Linked DNA regions of Mus musculus: region 1 is linked to region 2. The links are chromatin contacts, called in public promoter capture Hi-C maps. All regions are on one chromosome and are shown on one strand. The core of a region is the stretch at or near the end of the contact, and the rest is flanking DNA. Distances in the headings are between cores, read along the strand shown.

The links. Capture Hi-C pulls out chosen DNA fragments and counts their contacts.
Region 1: a contact with region 2 is called in a promoter capture Hi-C map of pancreatic islet. The contact joins the promoter of Zfp819 here to the promoter of Tescl in region 2. A contact is called at or near these places in 2 of 39 promoter capture datasets (frontonasal cranial neural crest and second pharyngeal arch cranial neural crest) and 1 of 9 other capture datasets (pancreatic islet).

The regions. Positions count from the first base shown.
Region 1 is chr7:43,603,158-43,608,999 of GRCm38.p6, reverse strand. It overlaps Zfp819 (zinc finger protein 819), which reads right to left and starts at 1,831. Exons shown (of 5, transcript NM_028913.3): 1 at 1,726-1,831.
Region 2 is chr7:24,331,720-24,337,312 of GRCm38.p6, reverse strand. It overlaps Tescl (tescalcin-like), which reads left to right and starts at 3,348. Exons shown (of 1, transcript NM_001163810.1): 1 at 3,348-4,233. The coding sequence starts at 3,415. The coding sequence ends at 4,110.

The DNA of each region.
Region 1 (5,842 bases), core at 582-3,081, about 19 Mb before region 2:
CCCATTTTAGCAGATGCTGAGTCTATGTTTGCTATTTTACAAGTCTGAATAAAGGTGATTCCAGCACTCACACCAGTGGCTCACAACCACCTGCAATTAAGCTCCAGGAAGACCTGAAGCGTTGAGCCACAACATGCACCCACATTCGCCAAACAGGCACATACATCACATGAGGAAGAGTTGAAAACAAAAACTAACAGCATGTGTTCTCGAAAGGCACCCAGGGAAAGCCAGTACATTAAGGTTCGGTTACTTAGAGCCACACTATACATCCCTAAAGACGACTTGAATCAGCTTAGCACCAGCTACAGACAGATAAAATAGACCACTGCTAGTGTCTGCTGCCCATCTCCCATTCCACCGCACACACCCAAAAACAACCCCTTAAATATTCAGAGTAGAAGATGACTAACAGCCAAGTTCGCCCAACAGCAATCTGCATACTTGACAAAGGTCATACATCTACCAGCTTTAAAATAAACAGGGAAATAAAATGTAGAGGTGAAACCACAGGGGGTTTTGCTGAGAAAACAGAAGAAGGAACTCGGAAGGATAGGATCCCATATAACTGTGTCCCCTGACTACTCGGCCAATTAAGCAAAAGACAAAAAACAAACAAACAAACAAACAAAAACAAACACAACAACAACAAAAACCTTTAAATTTCTGGGAACTCCCAAGCTACACCACACATTCAGGAAGCAGAAGCAGGAGGATGGCTGCCAAGTTTGAGACCAGCTTGGGCTACTTAAGTAAACCTCTTTAGTCTAGACTTCTGCTTGAGAAAGTTCAAACTAGCCACAGAAGAAGAAGTAACCCCAGTCAGTCATGGAGATTCAAGAGATCAAGAATTGCCTGTCAAGAAGTTTACATAACAAAGCTGTCTGGCAGGGTGTGGCGTCTCCTCCCGATTACCATAGGAGGTAGTACGGGCTGGATCCTAGAAAGAGGAGGCTAGGGTGCTAGGTACTGCCCAAGGAGGCTAATTTGAACTGCCCCCTCCTCTCTGCTTTTCACCATGACTAGCTTAGTCTTTTCAATAGGAGTACTAGACCATGGCCAACCTGTCGGGGCTGCAGAAGACCAATCACTTTCCCTAAAACTTATTTACAGCACCACCCTGCTCAACTGCCCATCACACATCCTTGCCATGTTCATAGGGGTCCCATGGCCATCACGGACTCACCCACATACCTTCAAGGACTCCAATATTCATTCTGGTAATTAGAAAGCTCCAAATGTTTTTTCTTTCTCAGCACCAGCTCCCCTTTGGGAAATATTAGGGAAATGGCCCAAAGATCGGGTCCCCAGCACCTGAACAAAGGCTCCTCTCCCAGTTCTGCGGGCTCGAGCCCACAGCTACGAGCTGTGAAGATCGTTCCATCCCTTCTATCAATTCTGACACTGCTTAGGCTTGGACAGACCAAGGATGCTGAAGCCCCAGTGTAAGTCAAAACCACGAATACACTCATTTTCCATCTTTACTCACTTTTTCGCCTCTCACATGCCAGTGTCTGATCCGGACTCCAGCCAGTCATGGTCTAAAGCAAACACTCCCAGTTATGCAAGCAGCACGGTCGCCCTCACAGACTCACCAGTCCCAGGTTCACAGTAGCCGGCTCCAACGCCACCCTCGACCCTGCTCTCCCGACCCCCACAGGACGCCCACCCCAGCTACGCACCGGCACCCCCCTACAGCTGCCTCAGTCATCACTCAACACAAACCAGCGCTCAGCAGCCAGCATCCTTCCTGCGCAGCCACTTCAGAGAGCTCTGCACGCGGCACGCCGGGTGGACGCTGAGGATTCCCCAGTGTTCAGAATCCAAACTCCCGCGGCGTCCTGGTAACGATAACAACTAACCACGTGACGATCTAAGCGGAAATGGACGCTCTAGGACACACCTACTTAAAATGAACTTCACCTCAGCCACTTTTCTGGCGGAAATCGGTATTGCCCATATACCCTATCGCTTGCAAGCACTAAAGTTGTGTTGCGCATGCCTACCATCACGTGCGAAGATACTCTTTGCCAATAATTATAACGGTGTACACTCTGCCACTACCACCACCCACGCGCCACTCCCATATTGTTATGGCTATGTCCATATTTCAATTATGCGAAAGTCATCATCAGAGTACTTCATTTCCGTACATCCATGGATCATGTGGAATGTCACAGACTAAAAGTCTGAGGCTCCTTAGTCACGAATTTAAGAGACATTTATATTGCATATTCCTAAAAAAATTTCTCCATGTTTTCACACGGACTTAAGACTTTTCTTCTAGTTTTCTAAAACTTGAAAACTAGGAAGAGTTATTGGGAAATGGGAAGTGAAGCCATATGGAACATTAAAGATCTGAAATGAGCCTTCTTGCGAACCAAAAATGAATGTTAGCCCCACCTACCCAGGGACCGGTAACTTCTTGGAATATTGGGAATTGTAGTTCTTTTTGTTGTTGTTTTGGTTTTTTTTTTTTTTTTTTCCCAAGACAGGGTTTCTCTGTGTATCCCTGGCTGTCCTGAAACTCTCTCTGTAGACTAGGCTGGCCTCGAACTCAGAAATCCGCCTGTTCTGGGATTAAAGACCTGCGCCATCACACTGGACTTGGGAATTGTAGTTCTTGGAAAATATCAACCTTCTCATGGCAAAGTACATGGCCTATAGGTTTGTTCTTATAAACGCCTGCAACACGTGGCTGGAGACTGGGAAATTTCAGGGAATGTTTCTGACCTAAGTCCATTTTTGTGTCAGTATTTAATATTTAATGAAGCTTGCTTTAAATTTGGCCCAAAAGCTGGAATTGGTTTTTCTCTGACGAATCTCAGGATTAACACATCCTTGGAACATGTCATGCTTCCCTGAGGAAAAGTATCTATTCTCACTTACAGGTAGAATTTAAAAACGAAATAAAACAGAAATAAACAAACAACAATAACAGCAGCTACAACGGCCAGTGCATAATAGAAACAGTGTTGAACTGGCTGGCGAGGAGGAAAACAAGGATAGGGAGAGGCCAAGCAGCAGCATGTGGGGACGACATGCAGGGACAATTTACAGAGTGAATGACTTGGCCTGATTCAAGGGTCTGAAAGAGATCAGAAAGCCCTGCAAAGTCAAGGATCATATTACCACTCACCCAACATTTGCCCACTATGAGCTGAAAGCCCTATGTGAAGGTCACCATATAGACACTGCCAAACAGACAAAGCCCAGGAACGTCCAACTCTTCCTCCCACTTGTAAACTCTGGCAACAGAAAAGTATTAAGTAAGGTCCCGTTAGTAAAATGAGGATGCAGGTGTGGGTCACTGGCATTGGGAACTGATGGAGAATGGGGCTCATCAAGTCCTCAGCCCCTACCTGGCAGGTCATAAGTATGACTAAGAATCAGCTAGCTATCGCCCGATTTTCCAAACACTCTTTTCAGCTGTATGCCAGAGGCATTACTATATCTGCTGTTTTATGAGTTGTGGCAAATGAGGCTTTGTTCCCATAGTTTGGCTCAGGGCTACCAAGTGGAAAAGCAGGGAGGGGGTAAGGTCAATCTACTGCTGCCTAATGAAAAACGACAACCACCCCTTCTGTTTAATGTGCCTTCCATCTCGTGAGCCTCCAGAAATATTTTCATTTCCTAGTGTCTTCTGTAGAGTGAGGGGGCTATGGCTAGTTCAGGCTGCTTACACTTTTAGACCCAGTGCACCTTACCTCTTCTGACGCATCACTTCCTTTTCCTCCTGGATTAGAAGAGCTACAGACAAGCACGGGCACCAGGACCTTTATTCTGTGAGCCTACCCTTCCTTCTGTTGTTGTTTTGTCATAGTGACGTTCGTTCTACATCACAAACTGACCAAAACTCACTGTGTACCTCATCAAGGCCTTGAAGTCAGCTACTCTCCTGCAGAGGCATACCAAGTATGGGGATTAAGGAAATGTGTGACCCTAACTGGCTTTTTAATTCAAGAGTCCTTGTTTTGTCCTCCCTGAGTCCTGAGCACACCTTTGACTACAGGCTGCTGCAACCCACCTCCAGGCCCCTTCTCATCCATGGGAACAGTGTCAGCCATACCCTCTCATTCCCTCTTGGGATGACTCTTAGAAAACCTCCAGCCACTCAACCTGGCTGGCACTGGACCCGAAGGGCCCCAAACTTAATTGCTTTTGCAATCATATTTGCACTTAATATCCCTTAGATAGGCAACCCAAATGGCCACCTAACATCCTAGAAACCAATGTTATTTGGGACTTATAGAATTACTGTGAGTGATCAAGGAAATGGAAAGCGATTCCCACCCCCTACATTCCAGCTTCCTCTTATCTCTTCTCCAAGCCCTTTTTCTGTTCTTCCTGTTTCCCCACCTAGTTCCTCTAACTATGAAGTCAAAATCCCATCAGATTCAGCAAAGGAGCCCCCCATTACTGGCCTTGACCTTCAGCTTCTTTTTCCCACCCCCCCCCCTTCTCCCTCTCCAGCTACAGGCTGCCCTGGTCATCCCTGTCTGGCACCCACTTTTAGCCTACTGTCAGTCTTGCAGTATGGGAACATCAGACCCAGATCGTCCACTTACTGGTCTCACAGGACTTGCCATGGATGACTGAGGCCTGGGATCCCTCAGGCCTGATTCCTGCCATCTCCAACATGAAGCCCTAGGTACCAAGGCAAACCATCTCCTTCCTTTTGTACACAGGAGTCTCTTACTTGGTCTGGATGAAGTTTTGGGGACCCACCTCCTTTCTTCACTCCTCTATTGATGGGGTAGGGGGATAGCATTACCTTCTTCACCAAACCCCACCACTTAGTTGTGTCTTTAGGGGTATCCTCCTTGCCCACTCCTTCCTAACAGTACCTATCCTGTCCCCTTACTAGGGAGGGACCTCTTAGCCAAAGTGTCAGTCTCTATTCCCTTTGGTCCCCCACCAACTGCTTGACTCTAGGCTTGCTGGCCAGTCCCCTTCTCCTCCTGTTGCAAATCATACATCCCGATATACCCTTCTCTTTCTGGCCATTCATGAGTGTGGGACACTCAAACTTCTCTATAGCCAAGCATCACCCCACTCTCATCATCCAACTACAAAACCCTTTCACTCTTGTCCAAGGTGAGGCATCACCCACCCATCTGGTTCCGGTTGCTTGGAATGTTTTGTCTGCCTATTTTGTGCATGCAGATGGGTATGTGCTTTCTGGCCTGTACATAAGTCTTGTGGCAGACATGGGAGCTGAGATGGAAACGGGTCAGGCTCAGTTGAATGTATGGATGATGGTGGCCACTGCATGCTTTGTTTCTGACTGGTCTCCTTTGAGCATGTGAGCTTTCTAATAAACACAGCTTTCCCTGATTATTGGTTGTGTTTTGCTTTCTCTGCCACTGCCAGCTGCCAGCCACCACTGCTAATGCCACTCACCATAGCTGCTTTGATAATCAGGGCTCAGAGTTTATCTCTGGGCTTTCTGGTCACTGGATTCAGTTTAGCAGAGAATCGAATGTCTTTTGAGTATGTGTATTACAGTTGTTTTATGCTCTCCTGCTTTATTTGAAAACTAGCTCTGGAGCTGTGCTATGTTTCTCCCTCCTTCAGACATAAACATGTTTGTTTAAAGGTTTTCTCCAAAATCTAGGTTTCGTGTCAGGTGTGCCACAAAACTGTGACAGGGAAAAGAGAAGAAAACAAGATAAAAGGATTTAAAGGAACTTGCTTTGCAATGATTGCTCTCACTAATAATAGTTGGGAAATAATTCAAAAGCTTATGTAAGTTCTGAGGGTCTAAAAAAGTGTTATAAAGGTCTAAAGGATGTGGAAGATTAAGTAAGTTCTGAGGGTCTAAGAAAGAGAGGATGTTAAA
Region 2 (5,593 bases), core at 2,099-4,598:
GCATGTTTTGTCATTCTTAATGGTAATTGCATGTTCATTAACATGCGGCAATTTGCAACAAGCAAAAAGACTCGTGGATTTAAATTTCCGGTCTGGTGCAGGGAACAATTACCCAGTGTGCTGGGTGTGGTGGCGCCATGTCTACAAGCGCAGTTCTCAGGATGTGGAGATAGGAGGGTCAGGAGTTCCCTGCGTTGAAACCCAGTCTCACAACAAAGCCAGTGGGGCTGGAGATGTAGTTCAGCGGTTAAGAGCACGGGCTGCTCTTCCAGAGGACCTGAGTTCAATTCTCAGCATCCACATGGCATCTCACAACTGTCTGTAACTCCAGTTCAATGGATCTAATGCCTTCTTCTGACCTCTGTGGGTACCAGGCATGCATGTACATAGACACACACACAAGCAGAACACAGGTACACATAAAAAAATAAATTCATAGCTAGTTTTTAAAACCAGTATAAAATACCAAAGACTAGAGAGGTGGCTCCATGGTTAGAGCACGGGCTGCTCTTCTAGAGGACCTGAGTTTGGTTCCCAGCCCCCACATCACAATCGCCTGTACCTCCAGCTTCAGAGGAACCTAAACCTTCTTCAGGCATCTTTGGAAACTGTACTTGTAACACACACAGACACAACCCCTTAAGTAAAAGGAAGGAATACAGCAGTTGGGTATGGCTGTGCGCACACCTTTAATCCCAGCACTGGGGAGGCAGAAGTGGGTGGATCTCTGTGGGTTCAAGGCCAGCCTGGTCTACAGAGCTAGTCCCAGGACAGCTAGGGCTACCCTGTCTCAAAAAGAATCTTTTTTTTTCTTTCTTTCTTTCCTTTTTTTTTTTTTCCAAGACAGGGTTTCTCTGTGTAGCCCTGGCTGTCCTGGAACTCACTCTGTAGACCAGGCTGGCCTTGAACTCAGAAATCCACCTGCCTCTGCCTCCCAAGTGCTGGGATTAAAGGCATGTGCCACCACTGCCCGGTTTAAAAAAGAATCTTAAAACAAGAAATATCAAATAAAGTTCATGTTAGGTACCATTAGGAACTTGAGGGAGGATCCCCTGTGTCTGGTGAGAAAGCATGAAGAAGGCAGGATCTTTTTGGACAACTTAGGAAAGAGGCCTTTAGTTGCTAAAAGCTGAATCCTTTTGAAGTGGAAGCAGAAAGCCAGCTTTCTCCGTGTAATACACAAGACACTTTGTCGCCACCTGCTGGCCACAATAAATCTTAAACCACACTTCCAGATTAGCGGGATTAGTGAAGGACTAATGACAGCGTCTCATGAGCCCAAACTGGTCTTGAAAACACTAGGTAGCTAAGAATGGCTTTGCACTCATAATTCTTTCTACCCTGGATTACAGGCATGCACCACCATGCACAGTTTCTGGGGTGCTGGGGTTCAAACCGAGGGCTTTGTGCTAGGCAGGCACTCTCCCAGCTGGTAGATGTGGTAGATGTGTAGTATGCTAATTAGAGGAGAGGAGAGTTCAGGACCATATGAAGAGATGATGGGACTGGGGGGGGGGGTGTGTCAGGAGATTCTGACCTAGGAGCCAGGGAGACCCCAGCTGTGTTCTGCAGTCAGTCTGCTTTTATGCCCTCCCTCCCACTCTCTGCACCTATCCTGTCCTTTCACTATATAGACAAGGACAGATGCCACCGCTTTCTCAGGTCCCTACCATCTCACTTCCTAGGCAGAGAGCTGAAGTGAGCTCCAGGAACAGCCCAGGACCCGAATGACTACAGTGTGACTCCCTAGGGAGTCTATTTGTGTTCACTCCAATGGAGAATACCACAAAAGAACCAAAAAAAAAAAAAACAAAACAAAAACAAAAACAAAAACAAAAAAAACAACAAAAACAAAAACAAAAAACAAAAAACAAAAAAAACCACTGAAGGAACTTATTGAAATTATCGGAGTATGCCTGAGGATTCACTTGAGCAGCGAGGGTGATGACTGGCAAGAGATGCATCCCTGGAGTTTCCTCTCAGGTCGACCTGCTGCCCACTCTGCTTCCACTGTGTATGGAGCAGGAGGGAGAGGGTTGCTGTGCTCCTATGCATCCAATGCTCCTCCCATCTACCGACAAGAGAATGATAGTAGCCGTGCCTTGTGAGAGTCTCCTGCAGGTCATCACAGCTTCTCTGATTCCCAGACATGGACGGCCACATCCTGCCTGGAAGGCAGAGTTCCGAATGGGAGTCATGCACTGTCATTGTCGTTTGGGTCCTAGTTCGAGAGCCTGCTGATGGGGTATGATATGGAAGGAAGTGTAAGCAGAGTAAACTCTCCCTTCCCATGTAGGGGTCTGTATAGTAGAGCCTTTGTGTGTGGCTTTGAGTGGATGTATAGTAAAGCCTTTGTGTCTGGGTTTGAGTGAACTGTTTAGCAAAGCCATTGCTATGTTTGGATTAGTGAGTAGAGGCTGAGAAATTGTTTTGTGACTATTTGAACCCTGAAGAGATGTCTCCCTGGAAAGTCTGTACTTGGCATGACATGAGAGCTTGCAGCTGCACAACCTTGGTCCTAAGACACTCCTGGGCAAACATGGAGTTCTTACTTGTGATTATGGCTAGCCATGGTGAAACGGGACTGAGATTTGTGTGGGATGTCTGCTCTCAAGGGCAGCAAGAGTAAGTTAACTTTGGTAGCTGAAACCCTTCCCAGCTCCAATTAACCTTGTATGATGTTTGAATAAAGTAACTGGAGTGAGCTAGCTGTGTGTCAGTCTTTTCCAAGAAGGCTGAACTCCTCTGTTCCTTTAGGAAATGAAGGCTTGGCATCTTGGTGAGCTTCTCTGAGCTCTCCCCTCCCCTCCCCTCCCCTCCCCTCCTTCCTTCTCCTCTCCCCTCCTCTACTCTCCCCTCCTATCCTCTCTCCTCTCCTCCCCTCCCCTCCCCTCCCCTCCCCTCCCCTCCCCTCTCCATCCTTCCCTTGAATGACTTGGAACTCAACTGTGCAGATCATGTTGTGCTCAAACTCACAGAGATTCTCCTGCCCCTACCTCCTGAATGTTGGCATCACTGGCCATTTTAGCATCTTTTGTAAGACAAAGACACGTATCTTTGGTTGTCCTAGGAAAACCAAAGCGTGCTCTCTCTTTTCATATATATAAAATTATATAATGTATAAAATATATAATAAACATATGACACATAATAGATGTAACATGTAACATAATATATAATATGCAATCTATAATACGCAATGCGTAATATACAACACATATATAATATTTATTTCAATATGCTTCATTTCACTGAATTTGGAGAGGAAAGAGCCTTCGGGGATTGTGACGGACCTGCCCTAACAGAGGTTGCTTTGATGACCTAATAAATCAGAACGGCAGCAAGGTGAGACCGACCAGGAAGCCCGAACCCTTCCACTGAGCGCCTGAGGTCGTTCCGAGCACACGGGGCACCATGGGCGCCTCCCTTTCGTCCAAGGAGGAGTGGGAGCGCGAGAGCAGGACCGACTTATGGTGGGCGCACATCCAGGAGGTGTTGAACAAGTGCGACTTCAGCTGGGAGCAGATCAAGCAGCTGCACCAGAGGTTCAGGCTGCTGAGCGGGGACCAGCCCACCCTACAGCCAGAGAGCTTCGACAACATCCTGGACTTGGAGTTCAATCCGATCCGCTCCAGGATCGTCCGCGCCTTCTTCGACAACCGGAACCTGGGCAAAGGGACCAGCGGTCTGGCGGAGGAGATCACCTTCCAGGACTTCCTGACCATCATCTCCTACTTCCGGCCGCTGCGGCCCAGTCTCAACAAAGAGGAGGCGGAGCAGAACCGCAAGGACAAGATGCGGTTCCTCTTCAACATGTACGACCAGGACGGCGATGGGATCATTACCCTGCAGGAGTACCGCCGGGTGGTGGAGAGCCTGCTGTCGGCGCACCCGCAAGTGGAGAGAGACACTGTGCGCTCCGTCGCCAATGCCATCGCCCAGGGCGCCTTGAAGGAGGCGGCCAGGGCGTCGGACCAGCCGCTGATGGCGGGCCAGCAGTATGAGGGCATCACCTTCGAGGACTTCGTCAAGACCTGGAAGAGCCTCGAATTGGAGGTGAAGATGCAAGTCAGCTTCCTGAATCTAGAAGCCACGGTCTTATGCCAGTGACCGGCGGGCTGCCACACCCACACTGGAGAAGCTGCCCCTTGAATCCGGCAGACTCTTGCAGCAGCTACAGGGTACATGGGACTTGATGGATTTCATCTCAAAGAATAAAGATGATCAAAAGAGATGAGCGGGGCGTGGCTGTGCTTGCCTTGAATCCCAGCACTCAGGAGGCAGAGGCAGGCAGGCAGATCTCTGTGAGTTTGAGGCCAGCCTGGTCTATTGAGTGAGTTTCTGGCAGGCCAGAGCTCACACAGTGAGACTCTGTGTCAAAAAAATAGAATGAATAGAACATAAATGTACCAATGGCCAGTAAACACGAAAATCGTAAGCATCCTTTGCCCATCTATCTCATGCAAGGCGCAATGGCTATCAATAAAATAAATGGTGGGTAGGATGCAGGGGCGCGAGGGAAGGAAATATGTACACACGATGACTGGTAGGGATGTAAATTCGTTCAGCTTCTATGGAGTCAATATAGAGAGGTTTCTGGAAAGCCTAGAACTAGAACCATCATATGACCCTGTGGGAAGCCGCCCTCACACTCGCCGTTACAAGATGGCGCTGACATCCTGTGTTCTAAGTGGTAAACAAATAATCTGCGCATGTGCCAAGGGTAGTTCTCCACTCCATGTGCTCTGCCTTCACCGAGTCGACAACTCGGCCGATGGGCTGCAGCCAATCAGGGAGTGACACGTCCTAGGCGGAGGATAATTCTCCTTAAAGGGGATGGGGTTTCGCCATTCTCTCTCTTGCTCTGGCTCTTGCTCTCTTGCTCCTAAAGATGTAAGCAATAGAGCTCTTGCTCTCTTGCGCTCTGGCTCCTGAAGATGTAAGCAATAGAGCTCTTGCTCTCTTGCTCTCTGGCTCCTGAAGATGTAAGCAATAAAGCTTTTGCCGCAGAAGATTCCGGTTTGTTGTGTTCTTCCTGGCCGGTCGTGAGAACGCGTGTAAGATGACCCAGCTATGGATGTACACCCAGAGGACCACGTAGATGCCAAACATCTGCACAGAGTGCAGCATCACTCAGTATTGCCACCTTACAGAACGAGCCCAAGTGTCCCTCTGCAGACGAATGAATGGTTAAAATGTGGTATATATGGGGTCGATTTTATCCATCCATGAAAACAAGAAACAAGCCAGAAACGGAAACACTACTCATTTGTGGATCCTAGAGTTTTATATAGATAACATGAAGTCATAGGATGTAAAATCGCCAAGTAGCCTGGGGAATGAACAGGGAGGAAAGGGGGTGGAGTCACTGTGGTCAGAGTACAGAGCACAGGTGTATGAAATTGTCTCTCGTAACTCATCACTGTGTGCATCAGACAGACCCCGGTGAAGAGAGTACCAGGGCATGCTGTGAGCATGCCATTAGGCTTAATGTCTTCTTGCTTGGTGAAAGAGCAGATTTGAGCAGTTAAAACTAGCTCGTTACAAGTAAAAGTTTGTCAAACCTAGCTGTATCCTCGTTGCTTGGACAAAA